Linked DNA regions of Gossypium arboreum: region 1 is linked to region 2. The links are chromatin contacts, called in public Hi-C maps. All regions are on one chromosome and are shown on one strand. The core of a region is the stretch at or near the end of the contact, and the rest is flanking DNA. Distances in the headings are between cores, read along the strand shown. Region 1 overlaps LOC108486087 (protein REDUCED CHLOROPLAST COVERAGE 3). Region 2 holds the start of LOC108483919 (pre-mRNA-splicing factor SPF27 homolog).

Region 1 (2,700 bases), core at 77-2,576, 520 kb after region 2:
AAAAAATATAAAAATAAATATCAATAAAAGTTATAAAATTTATTAAATTTTAATAAAAATATAAAATTATTTAAATTTTATTAAAATTTAGAAAATATATATAAATCGTAAAAATATAAAAAATTGTAAAATTTTATAAAATAATAAAATTATAAAATGCTTCAAAAAACTCTTTAACTATTAACTTTAACACTTTAAATACCTTCAGCTTTTTTCAATTAAAACCATTACGTGTCACAACACAATATGACATGTGATGAAAAATGATAAAAAATAAAATTCAAATAAAGTTATAGAAAAATTATAAAATGATTCTTTTAGTACAATAATTTTTATAATTTTTTACAAATTTTATATTTCTTTACATTTTTATAATTTTCTTATGACTTTATTAAATTTTATAAAAAATTATATTTTTATTAAAATCAATAATTTTATTACTTTTATTAATTTTTATTTTTTATATTTTTTCCGCATGTCACGTTGTGGTTGTATGAGGACAAAAAAAGCCTTATTTTTTTTTTTTGAAAAAGTTTGATTAGCTTTTTAACGCATTTTGAAAATTATTAGGTGTAAAAGAAAAAAACACAAAAGCGTAATTTTTTTTTTTTAAATTTAAGGGGTTTTTACATTTTAATTCAAATCATAAATATGAAAATCATCAATTTCAAATAAAAATTTTAAAATCTAAATATTAGCTACAACAGTTATGGGAACATATATATGTTGTAAATTTGTTCATTGCCGGACACAGTATTTCCATAAAACTACAAAAATCTCCAAAATGAAAAATTGAAGTATGAAAATTACGAATTGGCCTTTTTATTGATCAAACAAAATCTCTAAACAAGAGAACCAATTTGCAGAGATTATTAGCATAATACCAAGCTGTTCTCAAAATTAAGTAGGAACTAAAGAACCAGGCTTCACTCCAAATTGCTTTGTTAATATGGAAGCAAGGATATGATAATAAATAAAACTGGAAATGGAACATGATGACACTTACACTGTTATTTTCCTCAGGTTATTTCTTCACCTTGCAGAAGCACATATGGATTGCTGATTATATAGCCCAGTGACTACATTAGTAAGCTGCTGCCTGTTTTTCCGCCGTTTCTTTACAACTGTAAAGCCTTCGCCATCTCCGGGTTTCTTTTTATTTTCATCCAACGCTTTTGGTTCTTCATTGCTACCGGATTGAGAATCCAAGTCCTTTCCTTCATTCCCATATAGAAATTTTATTATTGCAGTGTCTCTTGTAACTGCATCCGAAGAGTTTTGGGAATGGTTGAGCCTTTTGTCATTGATTAAAGCCTCACATGCACCATCCATGTTCTGCTTGGCGGACCGGACAATGAAGCTAAGCAAAATCTGCCTTGCGAGCTCAGATTTCTCCTCCGCGCTGCTCTTTTTTGGATTAGAACCGTTAACTTCCCTACTCGACTTCTTATCAACTTCCTTCACTTCTGTGTTCATAGCTTCTTCAGAGACACTCAAATCACCAGTTCCAGTCATTTGCCAAATTTTGCTTGGAACGAACGCAGGTGCATGAGGGTTCATAACTCTCGGAGATCCAAATCCATTTTGTTCCAAAATAGGAGTTTGGTATCTAAGAAAGCTACCGTAAGAATTATTGTTTGTGTAAAACAATGTCGACCTTGGCCCGCAAGGAACTCGAGCAGCAACTGGAGGTACAACAGGCTCAGCAAGCATGCCTTGACTAGCTGTTACATCATAAACACATGTAACAGAAACTGAGTTTAACGGGTGATAGAGTGCTCCGGGATTGAATGGTTCAGCTGATGCCGATAGCTTACTCCCTTTTGCTTCTAAACCTTTTTCCTGACTACAAGAAGACACCTTATCAATTTCAGGAGCAGTTTCTTCCGACTGACTTTCAGTATCATGAGTTCCTTCAGTTTCATCATTGTCATCCACTACATCATCGACAACAGAGATGTTGTTCCCATCCTCTACATTTGCTGTCTCGGCGCACATTGACTGTTCCATTTTTCCCTCACTTGGTTCCAATAATGGCTTTAGAACTGTACCTGGAGGTGCCGCAGCTACTTCTTTGTAAGAAAGTGATTTTGAAGCAATGGCACTAAGATTTGCTGAAGGGGAGGAACCTCTGGAAACAGAAGCAGGTAAACCAATTGAAATCCCTCTAGGATTCAAGCTGGAAGACTTAGATTGCTTTACTGTTTGCATTTCCTTTATAATGTTCTTCGGGACAGTTTTTCCTGCTGGTGAGATAATGTCTCGCCTACTCCCACTCTCTCTACCATTTGAATATTCACAACCATTCACCTTTAGCTTTGCAAAAACTGGTTTCTTCCTTCCATACTTCTTTCCAGTGGCATTTCCTGACCGACCTTTCGAATTGGCTTCTTGCCACCCTTCATCTGAAGTTGTATCTTCAACAACTTCAGTTGTAACAGTTGGCTCAATACTATAAATATTATCGGTTTCTTCTGGTTCTTCGGGATGAATAGAAGACAGGGTACCTATTTCATTAATATCCACAGTTGCCGTAGCTTTATCTGTTGCATCAACAAACACAGCACCATCTGTTTGTAAGTTGTTACGTGTATCATGGGTTTTATCACTAATCTGTAACACCTGCCAAGTTAGAAAAAAAAATGTCAATGTTATATGTCAAGCAGCATAAAGAACAATGAGATAATGGAAATCCGTATC
Region 2 (2,700 bases), core at 26-2,525:
ACAACTGGTAGCACCATATCCATCATATCAGAAAGAGTGCATTTCTGCCATAAGTCACATATTCCCAAAAGTCTCTTAGCTTAAATCTACCAATTCAAACAAGAAGCAAAACCACTTTCAATTTGCCATGAAAATAACATCAATGTTGCAGTTATTAGGGAAAAACCTGGCCAAAAATCCTCCCAGTCGTTGGTTGTTCTGTCTCCAAACATCAGGGCCATATTTTAACATCAACTCCAAATTTTCCAACCTGAAACCAAGCAAAGATATACAAGACAAAAATCTTAACATTGCATGCAAACAGCATCAGAAGTTATATGTATACAGTGTAAAATTTTAGGTGGAATGGCCCCCAAACTTCCCCAAATTTAACTGACGAGGGATTTTCATTCATCACAACTTGAATAAAAAGCAACTACTGCCATGAAACTAGAATCCTTAACGAAATAACACAGTAAAATAGAAGAGAAGCACGTAATTAATTTCTTAATGATTCACAGAAGCATGGAACAAAAATATCATGAAAGCAAAAAAAGGTAATTTCATAAAATATCCTAATCTATTCTTTCTTGCTTATTCAAATAACTAAGAGAAGAAACTGACCTAATTACTTGATGTTGCAATGAGCGCTGAGATCTTTGAACTGCCTGTTTCCAAGCAGTTTCATCGTTTCTCTTATTCATGGGCGGTGGTTCAACTTGATACCGTGAAGAAAAATCAAGGGTCACGGGTGGCCTACCCGCTCTGACGCGCTCATATTCTTTGCCAATCATTGGGTGATGCTGAGATCCAAACATGGATTTTTAAAACTTCAATAAAGAAAAACCTCAAGTATTCCAAAGAAAAGCCCAAATTGGGGGGACAATAACCTGAAAATTGAAGGAGGGAAGAGGGGGTAAATCCTTGAGGAAGTCAGCTGGCTTCTTGATACTCTTTCGCATCTCTTCTTCGACCAATCGATCAACCTCTTCCTTGACCATTGGGTTCCCGTAGTCGTCGTCAATGTAGGGTAATGCGTCCAAAGTCTCGGCAGTGGAAGCAGAGGCCCATGGCCGAGCAGTTTCAGGCGGTGCCTCCAACATAAGGATCTCTTCGCCGTTGCCGCCCATTGTGTATATCTCTAGCTTTTCCCCTTCAACTCTCTGATACTGTTTCCGCTTAAGGGTTAGTAGTGGCTTTTACAGACCAAGCCACTTAAAATTTTAAAAGGTAGGGCTTAAAAACGCTAAGAAAAAATTGAGAAAAATCAATAAAAGTTAATTAAAAACGGGTTTACCTCTAATCATATATATTAAAATACAATACAACAAGGTGCATAACTCTATATTGCGATTTGCGAAAAGTGTCGTATTTTTATTTTTATAATTTTAAATATTTAATTTAATTTTTATTATTTATTTAATTTTAAAATTATTTACTTTTCTCACTAAATTATCTTTTTAAAATATTTTAAAATATAAGATTATAAAATATTATTATTTTTATTTACCATAAAAGTACGGTAAATAAAGTGATAAATATATAAATAAAAATTGGATAGATGGACAAGGCAAATATAATTTGAAATATAATATATTTGTAATAAATATATGGTTATATAATCTGGGTTACGAGGATTAAGTTTTAACAGTTTTCCATAAAAATGATGTGTATTTGTATGTCAATAAGAGTATCTGTTATAATGACTTGTAAATATTAAAAGTGGGATATTGTATTTTTTAAAAATTTTGAACTAGAGTTAATATTATCTTGAATTATGATATTTTGATATATCACGTCATGAAATTCGTCAAAGTAGTCTATGTGATAATATATCAGTATGGATATGTGTGGTATTAAATTAGGATATGACTGAGTATGAATTGATAGTATTATATTCCACGTAAGTATTTATCAAACCGGTGTGTCGTTAAAAGCACCAAATATATCATATCTCTAAATAACGAAAAGAAATAATAATAAGGGAGTAGGGTCAAATCCTCAAGGAATGGATCGCCACAGCTCCTTGTTTCTTAAAATCTCGGGCACAGTCGTGCCCAAGAAAAACAACTGACCTAGAAAAAATAAAATAAAACAGAATTAAAAATATGATTGAGTTGAAATTAAATAGATTGAAATCGTAATTGTGATAATAAACAGAATTGAGAAAAAGGGGTTTTTGATTGAGGGATTCTGGCTTCTGGTTATCTTGATCCTCCTTCGGTTCAATCCTAAGCTTTTAAGTGATCCTTCTCATAACTGAATAAGCCAATTATAGTTGAAGAGGACGCCTACGACCACCAACTCCACTTAGGTTATAGCCTTACGATCTAGAGAAACCTGACTCTAGCCAACCATCACTTTTGTGGGACCATCTTACACTAGATCATCGTTTCTCAATGGCGAATTTCACGCCATTTTGTCTCTTGGGCTCGACAACCTCTGACACAGTAAGTTAGTGAACTTATTGTGCAACCTTCCCAAAACATACAAAGCTGTCGTCTTTGCACAAGATGAAAATATTACTTTTAGAAGGACATGGATGGAAACGCCAGTCCCGTAATGTGGAGAAATGATGAATACTGGTTGAGAAGGGCTAAGTGCGGGTTTTAAGCCTCATGAACTCTTTTGGAGGAGTCTTGATAACCTTTGGCTAAATGAGTTTAGTTACTTATGCTTTTTGGGAAAAAAACACAAGTTTTAATGAAATGGAATTTTATT

What was found. A called contact is a pair of places that touch in the nucleus more often than the background predicts.
Region 1: a contact with region 2 is called in a Hi-C map of leaf, with 8 times the contacts expected there. The contact joins the enhancer-like site here to the promoter of LOC108483919 in region 2. A contact is called at or near these places in 2 of 5 Hi-C or Micro-C datasets (both in leaf).

The regions. Positions count from the first base shown.
Region 1 is chr6:67,882,070-67,884,769 of ASM2569848v2, forward strand. LOC108486087 (protein REDUCED CHLOROPLAST COVERAGE 3) reads right to left here. Exons shown (of 23, transcript XM_053030101.1): 23 at 807-2,622. The coding sequence ends at 1,033. Among protein-coding and RNA genes, the nearest start is that of LOC128294142, 15 kb to the right of the region's middle. Within about 2 kb of position 1,327, at least 1 of the 2 cell types and tissues checked has an H3K27ac peak or open chromatin away from gene starts, as enhancers often do. A contact at or near this core is called in leaf, where this site is marked.
Region 2 is chr6:67,364,473-67,367,172 of ASM2569848v2, forward strand. It overlaps LOC108483919 (pre-mRNA-splicing factor SPF27 homolog), which reads right to left and starts at 1,276. Exons shown (of 7, transcript XM_017787462.2): 1 at 870-1,276; 2 at 604-782; 3 at 167-250. The coding sequence starts at 1,109.